3 separate regions of the Mus musculus genome follow, and all the other regions are linked to region 1. A link is a contact called in public HiChIP or PLAC-seq and promoter capture Hi-C data. All regions are on one chromosome and are shown on one strand. Each heading gives the region's core, a stretch centred on a gene start, on an enhancer-like site or on the middle of the called end of the contact. The rest is flanking DNA. Distances are from core to core; before and after follow the strand shown.

Region 1 (4,992 bases), core at 1,584-4,083:
GACTGGGTTACACAGAGAGTTCTAAGCCAGCCTGAGCCACAGAAAGAAATCCTGTCTTAAAAACTCCAAATAATCAATTAACAAACACAATATAAGCAAACCAACACGTGCTTAGACTGGTCCAGACCTGTCACGTGAAGACTGTAAGAGCCCCACACCCAGCCTCCTGCTCAGGCCAGGCCCAGGATACCTCTTCCCACCCTCCCCACCTCAGGTCCATCCCCTTCTTAGGCCTATTCTCAGCACAGCTAGAGGGACAGTTCCAACCAAGAAGTCTGGGGCCACCTGTGTTCTACACTCATCAAGGGACTGCTCACCCCACCCCCACCCCCAAGTCTGGCAAGTGAGATCCACGTGGCCTCAGCCTCGTTCCTCCCCTTTGGGAACTCAGTCCCGATGAACTCCACACACTCAAGAGTGTCTCGGTGTCGCTACACACGCCGTTCTCCTGGATTAGATAAGCCACTCCTTGTCCATCATTCAAGTCTTAGCTACCTTCCTTTCCCTGAGAAGGCTACCTGATGATGTCGCTCCTCTGACCCTCTATAATCCTTCCCACTGACACCTGAGCTACATGGTTCTGTCTGGTTCACAATCCACCATTCTCACTACGGCTGGCATAGAGCGGGGACCTGGTATGGACTTGGCAGATAAATAAGGGGAAGACAAGACAGCTGTGAAGTGATGCGCTTCCAGTCAACAATGGTGTGCAAGTTACACAGAGGGAACGATCACCCTCTAAGAAGACACCTCAGGGGCTGGTGAGATGGCTCAGTGGGTAAGAGCACCCGACTGCTCTTCCGAAGGTCCGGAGTTCAAATCCCAGCAACCACATGGTGGCTCACAACCATTCGTAATGAGATCTGACTCCCTCTTCTGGAGTGCCTGAAGACAGCTACAATGTACTTACATAAAATAAGTAAATAAATTAAAAAAAAAAAAAAAAGACACCTCAGAACTAACACACACCTCCCCACCCACTGGCAGTATCTGGCTGGACGTCAGGTTTCCCAGCTCATCCAGCCTGTGGGCACCGTCTCCTCTGCTCTGCCGAGGCCTCTCCATCACAGGTCTGCCCGGTCAGATTCCTCATGTCTGATGCAAGTGCAGGCCTTGTGTGTTTAGTGGTCCCAGTGGGCTGGAAGATGCCTGGGGCAGGGGGTCCTGACTTTCCTGTTGTGGCCTAAACCACCCCCACACTTCAGTCCCTCACCGAGAAACAAAGCAGCCCACAGAAGCCCATGGAAGTAGTCGGGTCGCATGAAGTCAGGATGGAGCATGAAGCCCACGGGGCCAGATACTGCCTATCTACCCACACACCTGGGCTTCCAGAATCCTCGATCACCTCTGTAGCCCAGGGTTCCCCAAAGATCTGCTACCCAGCCCAAGACAGACAAGTCAGGTCAGGAACGTACCCCTGGGTGTGCGTGACGTGAACTCGGTATCAAAGTAGAAGGTGTCGTCGGGCTGGGCCACAGCCGGCTTGAAAGGGGGCTTGATCTCACGCCGGTAGAGCTTCTGTAAGGTGGGGTATATGCTCTGGTCACCATGGTGACCCCACAGCCTGCTAGCAGCCCCGACAGGAAGAGTAGAAGCTATGCTGCTCAGTGGATAACAGCAAGGGAGAGCAGCCTTCAAGGGCGTGAAGTCACCCCTCCAAGGGCATGTTAAGGGCTGCTCACCTTCTACCTCCCACAGCTGAGGCCACGGTTGGCAGGGGCCCCTCCCCCACCCTTCCTGCGTCCATCACAGGGCACAGGCACGGGCACTCACATTCCAGTCAATGGTGGAGTAGAAGATATGTCTCTTAATTTCCTCTGCCCCATCAGGGCCCGAGCCTGAAAGAAGCCAAATGAAGCCAACCTCAGACACCCATTCTGTCTTCCAGGCTCTGGACCAGCTGCTACCGTGGAGGGCAGCAGGGGTTCACCATGTCCTGCGTCAGTACCCACTACCCTGAAGCCTGGAGCCCGCTCAGTATTTCCTATGTTACGGAGCTTCTGCTGGTGTACTGAGGAAGGAGGGGCCAGGCAGGACGGGAAGCCTGTCCAAGCATTAATCCTGACAGAAGCTGGACTGACTTCTTTTGAGATCTAACAAGGGCCTTCATCCACTCCCGCCACAGGCCCCCCTCCTCTCTGCCCTTCTTTTCCTACTGCCTCTCGTCTTTATCCCTGAGACAAACGCTCATTCGATTCAACCCAGGGACCTGGACTGGACCTTAGCTGGTTGTGATCCAGATAAAGCCAGCATCCAAAAACCTCGGCAAATACTGTATACTTCACTGAACAACAGGAATGTCCTTCTCTCATCAAAGATCCCCGGGAGCCAGGGCAGAATCAGTGTCTCCACTGACACAGGAACCTGGGGCTCGGAAAGGTGGGGTCCCCTGCCATAGCGCAGGCTCATAAACCGTATTCAATCCCTCAGCAAATGTTTACAGTACTGCTGGGTGCCGGGCAGCGGGGACAGACACAGCTAGGCCTGAGACCTTTCTCGCTCCTAAGCTCCTGCGCCTTCCCTTGAGCCAGCAACCTTGGCAGAGAAGCTGTGTGGGGGCCTGTGTCCTTGTCCCTGAGGGGGTATGAATGACTCAGTTCCTGCCTTCCCCCCACACAGGTCACCCTCCCAGCACCATACATGGAACCAGAAAATAGGGTGGCCAGCAGCATTGTCTGCTCACACAAAGGACAACAGCTCCTTTCAGTCCTAGATGTGGCCCCGTGGCCTAGGCTGCAGCTGTACCCTGATCCTCACCGCCATGTCCCCTCCTCTGAGCTGGGGTTGCTTACCAAGCCGATTGGCAGGATTCCTCTTGAACAGGGCCCGCAGGAGGCTCTGGGCTTCCGTGCTCAGAAACTGGGGCATGCCTAGCTTCGCCCTGGAACAGCCACAGGTCTCATCAGGGCTGAGCCCCACCCAGGAGTCCCAGAGCCCCTTCCCTTTCTCTTTTCCAGCTCAGTCCAGAGAAGCCAGCCACTAACTCACCTCCCAGAGACATTAAGAACACTTCCCACTGGCCCTGGCAGACAGCAAGGGTCTGCAGACAGGGAAAAAGCAATTCACTGGCCCTGCAACTGGGGTGGGATTAGGGAGAACTTGGAGGGCCAGGCAGTGTTGGTGCTTACTTCAAAATCAAGGTCATGGTCTCCTTCCGGTCCTTCCCCTGGAAGGGCAGGGAGCCCGTCAGCATCTCAAACTTCGGGGGGAAAAGGAAACATATAGGTGTGGCCTTGTTCTCTGTCTCCCACACATCCCTCCCCCTCCTTCCCGGGCTACCCTGCTGCAGTCCGGGGATTCTTGCTGGCCTGTTAAGACTTTACAGTCTAAGTCTAGCTGCAGCAAGGCCTGTGCCTGCCTCTGCCCCCCTCCCAACCTAGAACCCAGGAGCAGCACTAAAGCCAGAGGAAGGAAGCAGAGGAGAGTTCCCAAGTTAGGTGAGGGGTGGTACTTCAGGCAGGTGGACTAAAGCCCGCGGCTCTTCGAGGGAAACAAAGTACAACAGTGTGCAGCAGAGCCCGGACACTCACCATCAGCACCCCATAGGACCACCAGTCTGCACTGTGGGTGTGACCCTGGCGGTTGACAACCTCGGGCGCCATGTACTCCACTGTCCCGCAGAAGGAGTAAGCCTTCTTCTCATGGTCTATGGCCTCCTTGCTCAGGCCAAAGTCTGCAGCATGGAGGGCAGAGAAGTCACTTCTAGGATCCCTGCCACGCCCACGGCTACCACACTTAGCTCCTCTGACCGGAGCCAGGTATCACCAAGGTTGTCAGTGAGAGCTCAGTCTGCTCTGAGACCTAGGGAGCCTCGAGAGATGGCTCAGCAGTTAAGAATATTGGCTGTTCTTCCAGACAACCCAGGTTCCATTCCCAGCTCCCACACGATGGTTAACAACCAGGTGCAGGCAACTCTAGCCTCTTTGGGCAACACATGCATGAGGTACAGATACAAATATAGGCAAAACTCCCATACACACACAAAAAATAACTAAGTAACAAGGCCTAGGTTTTTGGCATGTATGTAACTGGCATCGTCTCCCAGGAAACACAGCCATCAGCTGAGACCTATCAGACAGAGCCTGGTTATCCTCCCCAGAGCCCAAAGGAGCAGGTGCCCTTCACTCACCAGTGAGTTTGATGTGGCCCTCCTCATCCAAAAGGATACTGTAACAGAGAGACAGGAGTCAGGAATCCTTAGCTGCAGGCACTGTGCAGGTTCTAGCAGTAACCTTGGGGTGGAGAGACTTGGGCCTGACCAGAAGAAGGGTTTGGTCCAACTCTACTCAAGGAAAAGTGGAAGGATGGAAGCTCGGGAAAGTAACTCCTTTAGAATGGCTAGGGAACTTGTCTTTCTTTCAATTCTACTACATTGTACAGGCTGGCTTCGAACTCCTGGACTCGGCCTCTTTAGCAGCTGGTACTACAGTTGAGTACCGCAATGCCTGACTTGGGGTGTGTCTAACTCTACCACCAGAATCTATCCCAGCTCTCAACACAGCACCGGAAGGCAGTGCATGCGAAACCCCCAGGATAAGCGGATGGAGAGATGATCTTTAGAGCTGGGTGATAGTAACGCAGGCCTTTATTCCCAGCACTTGGGATTAAAGCACTTGTCTCGAAAAACCAAAAGGAAGGGGAATGGAGTAGGGCCACAGCTGGGCTGCAGCCTTTAGTAATAGCAGTACCGACCAGGCAATTCCTAATTACCTAAAGTGAACCTGCTGTTGGCCACAACCTGCGACAACCACCCATCCCTCTTGACAGCCCCAAAGAGAGATAAATTCCTGGGAGCGCCACAGCATCTCCCAAATGGCCCTGTTCTAAAAGGGCCCAAGAGCAGTCCCTGTGCCCAGGAGAGATCAGCAGTATGGCAGGGGCTTTGCTCACTTCTCAGGCTTGAGGTCTCTGTAAATAATGCCCAAGCTGTGCAGGTGGTCCAGGCCCAGTGCCAGCTCAGCCAGGTAAAACTTCACATCCTCCTCTGTAAAC
Region 2 (4,992 bases), core at 1,094-3,593, 410 kb after region 1:
TTAGTATTTCTTAATATTCCTGGCAACTGTGTCTGAGAGACGGCAGGCAGCTTGAATTATAATACTCACGGAGGAATGAAGGTGGGGCAAAGGAGAGCTGAGACTTACATCTGCAGAGGGCTGTAAGGCAAGAAGACTGGCTAGACGTTGCCATCTTGACATAGAACATGCTAACTTCATCAATGAAGTAAAAATGGAAGCTAACTTGAATAAAAAAACCAAATGAGCCAAAAACCCAATGTCTTTCAGCAGTGCCAACCAGCAGTAAGGACAGCTTTAAGCTACTTCCTAATGGTCCTCAGTATCCTGGCACCCATAACAATAAAGTGCTCAGCACATTTCTGCAACCGGCTCCCTGAAGGGAACCTTTGTATATCAGAAGTTAAGAGTCCTCTCTGTGTAAATTCAGGAGACTGAGCAAGGTGGTGTCTGTCTGTAATCTCAGCACCCAAGAGGCTGAGGCCAGGCTAGACCACAGAGTGGGATTGTCTCCTTAATAATAATAAATACTCATGGGAAACAGAATTGAAGAGGTTAGGATACTCATAAGGTTACATAGGACCAGAAAGATGAAGGGTTGCTCCTTCCTCCTGTCAGTCACAGTGGATGGTCTCCCGTGCACATTTTGTTTTCTTTTGCTTTTGGCTTGGTTTTGGTTTTTCAAGACAGGGTTTCTCTGTGTAGCCCTCGCTGTCCTGGAACTCACTCTGTAGACCAGGCTGGCCTCAAATGCAGAGATCCTGTGTGCCTCTATTTCTCTAGTATGGGACTAAAGGTATGCGCCACCACCGTCCACCTTTGCTTTCAATTTTGAGACAGGATCTCACTATGTAGCTCTGGCTTACCTGGAACTCACTATGTAGACCAGGCTAGCCTCAAAGTTACACACAACCTCGCCCTCCCCCTCCTGAGTTCTGATAAATTAAAGGCATGCTCCACCACGCCTGACTTGGTTTGCTTTGTGTGTGTATGATTTGGGGGAAGGAAGCCATGGCTTCGGCATGCTAACATGTGTTCCGCCACTGAGCCAGAGTCCCGGCCTCATGTGTGTTATCTAAGGGATATGGCTCAGTTGGTAGAGTGTTTGACTCGCAGGCAGGAGGCCTTGGGTTCAGTCTTCAGCAACGCACAAATGAGATGTGGTGGTGCACACCTATAACCCATGCCCTTGGAAGGTAGAGGCAGGAGAATCAGGAATTCAAGGTTATTTTCAGATACCTAGTTTGAAGTCAGTCTAGAGTAAAAAAAACCCTCTCTCAAAAAAGAATTTTTTTTTCAAATTGAAGTACAATAATATATCTGAAGTATAAAAATTGTATGTGTTAAAATCAGGAGCACTTGCCTTGCACCTGTGAGGACCAGGGAGTGATGCCTAGAACTGAAAAGTCACCTGCAGTTTGCTGAGTTGACACAATGTCACCTAAGGCAAAAACCAAAATCATGTGGGTTCACTAGAATCCCTGGGTGCATGGCCTCTTTAAGTTAGGCGTGCTAGCAGAGGCATGCTGGGCACCCCAACACAGGATCCCTCAACTTAGGGTCCATGACAATGGACTCCTGATATTTGTACTCCCTTGACATTATAGGCAAACATTTTCCTGAGGAAAGCAGGCAGTGCCTTCACCAGATTCTGCCAAGGTGGGGACAATCAAAGCTATATCTGGAGAGGGCTCAGTGATTCTTTCCTTCCTCCTCTCACGGGAATCCTTGCGGTGTGTTTTGATGACGTCGTTGTTCTTGTTTTATGGGAAAGGGTCACACTATGCAGCCCTGGCTGACCAGAACTCTGCTCTCTTAGAAACTTCAAAGACACGAGCAAAGATGACGAACTCGACATGCAATGAGATGTAATTATCGTTTTCATTTGGCAGCTATGGGAACTGAGGCTCAAATGAATGGATGACCATTTATGGAAGGACACATTTTACTTAGGTGGCTATTTGCAAAAGTTACTCTTCCATACCGGATCTTTCGCGTGCTAGACCACAACAGCTTCAGTAATACCAAATTGCTTAACTTCGGCTCAAAACAGGTTAAGCTTGAAATACCAGGTTGAACAGGAGAAGAAAATTTCAAAGCCCAGGGCTACTCCCTCCCCTCCCCTCCCCTCCTCTCCCCTCCCCTCCCCTCCCCTCCCTTCCCTCCTCTTCTTCTTTCTCTCTCTCTCTCTCTCCTTTCTCTCTCTCTCTCGTTCTTCTTTCTCTCTCTCTCCTTCTTCTTTCTCTTTCTCTCTCTCTCTCAAGCAATTCACTTCTAACCAATGGAAACTCTTTGCCTAGGTGGAAGTACCACCTTTAAAAAACGCGTTTCACCTTCTAGAGGTGTGGCCTCTGTAGGCTTTTTCAGACCGGAGTTACTTTCTACCCACAAACCGTCGTTTCGCGGAGCACTTTAGAAATCGTCTGATTGGCTGATCAAGACAGCAACATTTGAATTTAAAGGAAGGCCAAAACAAGGCCGGCTCCTTCCGCTGGAAAGATAAAGTTTTGCCGTGAGAGGACCGCCAACTGGAGGCAGAGATTAGGTGGTGTCATGGTCCTGGGGTGAGACCGACATCACCTGCTGTTTCTACCTTCAGTTCTAAACCAGGAATCAGCTCCTACTTCCAGTAAAAGATATGAAAAGAATGAACAGCATATGGTGGTGCTTTGTAAACTGCAAAAGTGTTGATAGCTGCAAATTTATCAGTAGAAATTGAATTCTAATTTTCCTCCTATCCTGAGATAGGAGTCTCTGAGTAGCCCTGGCTGTCCTGGAACTCACTCTGTAGACCAGGCTGGCCTTGAACTCAGAGATCTGCCTGCCTCTCCTCGGGCTTAAAATTGAATTTTAAAAAAGATAATCAGGTGCAAAATCTGTTTTCAGAGGCTCTAGCTGCTGTAGGAGGCAGGCCAGGGGCTTGCTTCCTGTCCCTCAGCTTTTCCACTGCTACTCAGGAGATTGTATGCTGAGGCAACCATACATTTTACAAAAGAAACTGGGCTGGCAATGGCAATTTTTCCCCCTGAGGTTTCTCCTTGATGTCTGGCCTAGAACTCAGTATGTAGAGCTGGTCAGCTCAAAATTCTCAGTTGCCTGGCCTGGCTCCCAAGTGCTGGAATCAAAGGCATGGGCCACCATGCTCAGCTAAACCCTACTTCTTTACAAGTCATTGCCTCATGTTATCAATTGAAATTGCATCCACTTAGTACATTTAATAGAAATAGGATAAATGGAAAAAAGAATCTGTGGGTTAGAGAGATGGTTCAGTGGTTAAGACCTCTTGGAGGACCTTCGGTTCAATTCTGAAGCATCTACAAGGAGGTTCACATGGAACTCCAGTTGCAGCGGAATCTGAAACCTTATCCAGCCTCCTTGGGCACTGCATGCACAGTGGGCAGACATATGTAAGTAAGACATTCACACACAGAAAATACCTATTTTAAAACAAGAGTCTTTTTGTTTTTGTTTTTTGTTTCTTGTTTTTTGTTTTTTCGAGACAGGGTTTCTCTGTGTAGCCCTGGCTGTCCTGGAACTCACTCCGTAGACCAGGCTGGCCTCGAACTCAGAAATTCGCCTGCCTCTGCCTCCCAAGTGCTGGGATTAAAGGCATGCGCCACCATGCCCTGCGAAACAAGAATCTTAAACAATACATACTTCTCTTAAAAAGCAAAAATAGCCAGATAGCATTACGGTTGCGGAGAACTTGAAATGATATACAGTCTTGTAATCCAATCACGGTCCTTGGCAACCGCTTCTAGGAGAGAATTTTTTACTCCACAAGTGTAAATACTTTTCCAGGATGTAGGTCACTTCACACTCATCACTTAGAGAACTGTACAACTCAAAGTAGCAAGAGAACTTTCAAGGTTTTTTGTTGAAATTCACTTTATTAAAAAAAAAAAAACCAAAAACCTCATGAACAATAAATTACAATACTTTCCCCCTTTATAAATTCTTCATAAAATATATTTGACAATTTTAAAAGAAAAGTTTTAAAGTTGCCTTCTTTTCTGATGTGCTGATGACATCTTTTTTTTTTTTTTTTTGACTATTTTGTCATGCTGGTGAATTATTTTGTAGCTGCTACAATAGTTTGATTGGTAACATTTTACAATTAAAAACAAAAACCCAGACCTGCAGAAAGAACTATTCTGTGCTATTTTTCTGACACTTAACACTTACTTCATCAGAATGACAAAGTATCCCTTAGCACCAAGAATCTACAGAACCCCATGTTTCTAAGTGACAACAGGTGCAAATTAATAGCCTAGGAACTAACTGTACAACCCTACAGTGACTGGACACAGCTGCCTATAAGCTTTAGTGGAAATATTTGGTCTTTTTTTTTTTCAATTAAGACAAATTTCATAAAACACTAGAAACCATGGCAACAGACTATGAGGGATAACTGTTTATTGAGTACCTATTATGGGCAAGGCACTGTGCACAATTTCTTGATTGCATTTTTTCCTTTAGCAATTATCCAAAATTCCCAAGTATCACTCGTCTTTTATGTCTTATATGCGTCTGAAGAAAGTGCATGACTAAATGCCATTTTTAAAAAATGGTTTGTCTTTATTCTTTAAATTGTGTGTGTGTGTATGTGCATGAGTGTGCATGCGCAAGTGCACATGGAAGCAAGAGGGTATTAGGTCCCTGGGAGCTGGAGTTAGGTGGCTGTGAGCCACTCAACATGGGTGCTGGGAACTGAGTTCCAGTTCTGTGCAAGAGCATTAAGTCCTCTTAATGGTAGAATCCTCTCTCCAGCCCCTACAACTGCAAATCTTAAATGGTTGTCGTATCAACTAAACTTAAGTGCTGAGCACACAGTAGGTACTTAATAAATACCCCTGACTGAACGAACAAAGACAAATCCCTGTCCTTTTGTTGATATCACAAGCTATTTCAGAAGACAAGGACTTAATGTTCTGGAAGAAATTTCTTGATCACCTCACACCCTTACCGATAATAAAGAATTCTAATTCACAGATAAAAATCTTTCAAAATAAA
Region 3 (4,992 bases), core at 939-3,438, 310 kb before region 1:
TACTTGAAACCCCCAACTCAAAACCCAAACTTTGTAAAAAAAAAAAATGAGAGAGACAGAGAGAGAGAGAGAGAGAGAGAGAGAGAGAGGTGGGTCAACAGACAAAGGCATTTCTCCTGGACAAGCCTGGCTGCCCAAGTTTGATCCCTGGAGCCCACAGAAATGTGGAGGGGAGAACTAACTTCATTTCATACACACACACACACACACACACACACACACACACACACACAAAACCCTTTTATTTTTGCATTTGGTCATCATATTCAATAAATTAAAAGCAGCAGCAGCCACCCAGCGAGCAGGTGGGATATCTCAGACTTGCAACCCTAGCACTTGGGAGGTTGAGACATTGCAGTGCAAATGTAAGGCTAGCCTGGGCTACAAGCGCGACATTACAAACAAAACAAGCAATGATGAGAGGAAGAGCAAAAAGCATCATCCTTCCTGTGCCAGTTCTCAGGACAAGGTGCAAGCAGCCCACTGAGCCCCATCAGTCCGTGAGCTCTGTTTGTTCTCTCACCGTGACTGCTCCTTTCCATCAGGGACCGTCTGCTCTCTTCCAGCAGAGGCCTGGGCTGAGGGTATATGCTATAGTGAAAGCAGTGTGCCTGCTTGTCATTGGGGATGAAGACAGTCAGGTGCCAGTCTCATAGTCTCTGCAGGGCTTTGCTCTATCCTCACATCAGCACCACAGGAAGACCTTACAGTCTCAGCTGAGACTCAGCTGGGTGGTGGGGATTGGCACAAGCCTTTAACTCAAGTACTAGGGAGGCAGAAGCAGGCATTTGAAGCCAACCTGATCTACAGAGCAATTTCTTAGGACAGCCAGAGCTACCCAGAGAAACCCTGGCTGGAAAAAAAAATTTTTAAAAAAGGGAGAGAGATAAAGGCTCCCTGACCACTGGAGACAAGCTGACAGTCACACACTAGAACTGGGAAGCATGGAGCCTAAACCAGGTGCCAGGGCAGAGGATGCCAGACCTCTTTATCCACAGCACCAGGTTGCCCAAGACTGTGGCAACAGGGAGCCTGCTAGGCAAGGCTAGCCAAGGTCAGGAACCAGACACAACTGAGGCCCTCCCATGTCCTTTGTCCCTTACCTCTGACCACTAGAGACAAATGTCCAGGACAGAGGAGCCATGTGCTAGCAGAGATGTGGTTCTACCCATACTGTAGGTGGGCCATACTTGCAGACCAGGTTGGGGGGGGGGCGGGGTGCCTGTTAGCCACCAGTTCTGAGAAACTCACACTTTGGCTGCAGAATTGATCCAAGGGGACAAACAAAGATTACTTTGAGGTCCGACACACCTGTGCTCCATCCCTTCCCGTTGGAGTGACTTTGAGTAGGTCACTTCACTTCTTGGAGTGTCACAGAGTAAGAATGTAGTCTCATTGGAAAGTCTTCAGGGTTACAATGGAAAGGGACCCACAACAAAGCAGGGTCCTTAGTAAATGTCGACCATGTATTCCCACGGTTTTGCAAGGGCAGACCCAGCCTCTCTGACGCTATAGGAATGCTGACTTGGGGGAAGGGGCTCTGAATGATCTTCCTCCCACAGAGGCCCCTGGATTGGAGTCCCAGAAGGGCGGCCTCCGAGACTGTACAGTGAGCAAAGTCCCCCAGGGACCTGGCTCCCTTCCCTGTGGCCCGTTCCTTACCAACAACAGTAGAGAGCCCCAAGGTTAGGCAAACACAGCAGCGATAAGCCACTTCCAGGCTGGGTCATGTATTCAAGGCTTTAGCCAGCTTCCTGGCTGGCTCCTTGGCTCAGTGAGAACCCTGGTCTTATGTGCATGGAAATGGGCATCAATAGAAACAGCAGTCCCAGGCACTGGCTGGTTGAGCGCCTGAGACCTTGGTGCCCTGGTACAGCCTGGGTTAATGACCCTGTTTATGCACTTGAGTCATCCGATAAAGGGCATCCAGGCAGTGGGCAGGTGGCCCTGTGCCCTGCAATGGCCACTTCATTGACTAAAGTGATAGCAAGGCCACGTGGAGCTTCCAGTGCCCCTCCCCCACCACTTCCCCATCAGTCCTGCCAGGGTCAGCGTGTATGCATTGTGTGTGTGTATGGTTTTTTTTTTTTTTTTCCTTTCAATGAACATGACTTCTGGAGTCAAGGTTGTTTGGCCAGTCCCCTTCCCGCCCATCAAGGATATAAATAGCACTCACAGTAGAGAGAGAGAGAGAGAGGGCCAGATAGCTGGGAAGAAACAGGAACAAGATACTAACCATGAGCTCCGGCCAGTCAGGGGTCTGCCCATGCCAGGGCTCTGCAGGTCGTCCGACTATTCTGTATGCACTTCTGAGCCCCAGCCCCAGGACCAGGCCCGTTGCACCTGCATCTCACAGCCACTGCCTGTGCCAGCAGCAGCGGCCTGTGCGTCTGTGTGCTCCGCACCGCACCTGCAGGGAGGCCTTGGATGTCCTAGCCAAGACAGTAGCCTTCCTCAGGAACCTGCCGTCCTTCTGCCACCTGCCCCATGAGGATCAGCGGCGGCTGCTAGAGTGCTGCTGGGGCCCTCTCTTCCTGCTGGGGTTGGCCCAGGATGCTGTGACCTTCGAGGTGGCTGAGGCTCCGGTGCCCAGTATACTTAAGAAGATCCTGCTAGAGGAAGCCAGCAGCGGTACCCAGGGTGCCCAGCCATCAGACCGGCCACAACCCTCACTGGCTGCAGTTCAGTGGCTGCAGCGCTGCCTGGAGTCTTTCTGGAGCCTTGAGCTGGGTCCCAAGGAGTATGCGTACCTGAAGGGCACGATCCTCTTCAACCCAGGTGAGCTTCCAGACACTCCTGGATGGTGGTCAAGGTGGGAGGGGATGGGGCCCATCCAAGGAAAGTGCTTTCTTGGGGCTTGACACCCATTGTATCATTGGGTCCTTGTGAGCCTCAAATAGATGGCTCATAGGAGAGGCACAAAGAGGTTAAGCAACTATCCGAAGGCCACATAGCAAGGCAGAGGCAGAGGAGGGCTGGGAAGGCAGAAGGCAGGCCAAGCTAGTGCAGAGACTGCTCTTTGCCACCGTGCCTGAGAAATGTGGCTTGAATCTTAGGGAGAGTGGGTGGGTAGAGAGGGTGCCAGAGGGGGTGGCAGCAGACACAGCTGCATGATAGCCATATCTTCAGGGTCAGGCTACATAGTGAGGCTCTAAAGGGTTCAGAGAGGCCACTCAGAAGGAGAAAGAGGGTTTGGGAGTGGGGCACTCCTTGTGAAGTCAAGCCAGGAGAAGAGAGGTGGAGTGATGGGGAGAACTGAGAGAGAGTCTCACCATGTCGCTCTGGGTAGCCTAGAACTCACTATATAGACCAAGTTGGCCTGGGATGGGAGAATAGTCCTCATAGCTTTGAGGAAGACAAGAGACAGGCCTTGATAGTTAAAACATGTCACATAGCAGTAGCAGTCCCATAGCCCCGTTGCATTCACCATATGGTAGGACTCACTCAAAGGGCTTTTTAAAATATCAGTTTGGTTAAACCTCATAACAAGTGTGGGTAACAGGCGCTGTCATTAGCCCCACTGGACAGATGAAGAAACGGAAGCACAAAGATTAAAGTACTCATTTAACAAAGGTCACTCAGAAAGATTAAACTGCATATCCAAGGTCACTCAGCTAATAAGGGGCAGCCCCGACGTTCAAACCCAGGCAGCTTGGTGCTGGTTTTGTTTGTTGGTTGCTTGGTTGTTTTTTGTTTTGTTTTGTCTGAGTTTTTGCTTTGTTTTATTTTAGTTTGGCTTGGTTTTTGGTTTTAAGATTTATTTAGCCAAGTGATGATAACACATACCTTTAATTCCAGCATTGGTAGGCAGAGGCACTCAGATCTCTGAGTTCAAGGCCAGCCAGAGAACTAGTTCCAGGACAGACAGGGCTACACAGAGAAACTCTGTCTCAAAAAAAAGAAAGAAAAGAAAAGAAAAGAAGAAAGAAAGAAAGAAAGAAAGAAAGAAAGAAAGAAAGAAAGAAAGAAAGAAAGAAAGAAAGAAAGAAAGAAAGAAAGAAAGGGAAAGGAAAGGAAGGAAAGAAAAGAAAAGAAAAGAAAAGAAAAGAAAAGAAAAGAAAAGAAAAGAAAAGAAAAAGAAGAGGAAAAATAGGGCTGAAGAGATGACTCAGCGGTTAAGAGCATTAATTGCTCTTCCAGAGGTCCTGAGTTCAATTCCCAGCAACCACATGGTGGCTCACAATCATCTGTAATGGGACCTGATGCCCTCTTCTGGGATGTCTGAAGACAGCTACAGTGTACTTACATATAATGAATAAATAAATCTTTTTTAAAAATCATTTTAAAAAAAGAACGAGAAAAAAATTCTTTGTAAATTATTTTATGTCTATGAGTTCCTACATACATGCACACATACATACACACATACTTGTATTTTGTATGCATCATCTGTGTGGAAGATGTCACAAAGATGTCAGAAGAGGGTGTCAGATCCTCTGGAACTGAAGTTATAGGGAGTTGTAAACCACGATGTGGGTGCTGGGAGCTGAACCCAGGTTCTGAGCAAAAGAACCTCTTAGCCACTGAGCCTTCTCTCCAGCCCATGTGTCTTAGTTATGATATCCTCATTATCTGTGTCCTCTCTATAAGTGGATGGATGGATGGATGGATGGATGGATAAAATGGTAAATAATGAAGGTGGCAGTGGGTGGACGCTCCAAGGTGGTAGAGTGAGCCAATGCATGTAACTCATTAGTGAAGGATCGCCTCAGTGCTAGAGGGGAGGGAACTGCTGACACCCTCACACCCTGTGCTAGCCTCCACAGACCTAGCCACTTAGCAGCTCTCTTCACCTTCTCTGCCACAGATGTGCCAGGCCTCCGTGCCTCCTGCCACATCGCACACCTGCAACAGGAGGCTCACTGGGCACTGTGTGAAGTCTTGGAGCCCTGGTACCCAGCCAGCCAAGGCCGCCTGGCCCGAATCCTCCTCATGGCCTCTACCCTCAAGAACATTCCAGGCACCCTTCTGGTAGATCTCTTCTTCCGCCCT

The links. Promoter capture Hi-C pulls out the DNA fragments that hold promoters and counts their contacts. HiChIP or PLAC-seq counts read pairs in DNA pulled down with a chosen protein or histone mark.
Region 2: an H3K27ac HiChIP or PLAC-seq map of embryonic stem cells shows a contact between it and region 1, with 2.3 times the contacts expected there. The contact joins two enhancer-like sites. A contact is called at or near these places in 1 of 484 Hi-C or Micro-C datasets (erythroblasts) and 5 of 115 datasets of contacts at active chromatin or transcription factors (T-cell acute lymphoblastic leukemia, embryonic stem cells, large pre-B cells and 2 more).
Region 3: a contact with region 1 is called in a promoter capture Hi-C map of embryonic stem cells, with 2.5 times the contacts expected there. The contact joins the promoter of Nr0b2 here to the enhancer-like site in region 1. A contact is called at or near these places in 4 of 39 promoter capture datasets (the 3T3-L1 cell line, embryonic stem cells, frontonasal cranial neural crest and 1 more), 1 of 15 datasets of contacts at CTCF or cohesin (large pre-B cells), 6 of 115 datasets of contacts at active chromatin or transcription factors (the HPC-7 cell line, large pre-B cells, microglia and 3 more) and 4 of 9 other capture datasets (adipose tissue, liver, macrophages and 1 more).

Annotation. Positions count from the first base shown.
Region 1 is chr4:133,862,233-133,867,224 of GRCm38.p6, forward strand. It overlaps Rps6ka1 (ribosomal protein S6 kinase polypeptide 1), which reads right to left. Exons shown (of 22, transcript NM_009097.5): 7 at 4,891-4,992; 8 at 4,130-4,167; 9 at 3,531-3,673; 10 at 3,129-3,199; 11 at 2,793-2,881; 12 at 1,774-1,838; 13 at 1,416-1,518. Among named protein-coding and RNA genes, the nearest start is that of Gm12977, 7.2 kb to the right of the region's middle. Within about 2 kb of position 2,834, at least 72 of the 459 cell types and tissues checked have an H3K27ac peak or open chromatin away from gene starts, as enhancers often do. A contact at or near this core is called in embryonic stem cells and stem cell-derived neural progenitor cells, where this site is marked.
Region 2 is chr4:134,271,153-134,276,144 of GRCm38.p6, forward strand. Pdik1l (PDLIM1 interacting kinase 1 like) reads right to left here. Exons shown (of 3, transcript NM_001163794.1): 3 at 3,850-4,992. Among named protein-coding and RNA genes, the nearest start is that of Pdik1l, 14 kb to the right of the region's middle. Within about 2 kb of position 2,344, at least 179 of the 459 cell types and tissues checked have an H3K27ac peak or open chromatin away from gene starts, as enhancers often do. A contact at or near this core is called in embryonic stem cells, where this site is marked.
Region 3 is chr4:133,551,188-133,556,179 of GRCm38.p6, forward strand. It overlaps Nr0b2 (nuclear receptor subfamily 0, group B, member 2), which reads left to right and starts at 2,189. Exons shown (of 2, transcript NM_011850.3): 1 at 2,189-2,778; 2 at 4,808-4,992. The coding sequence starts at 2,238.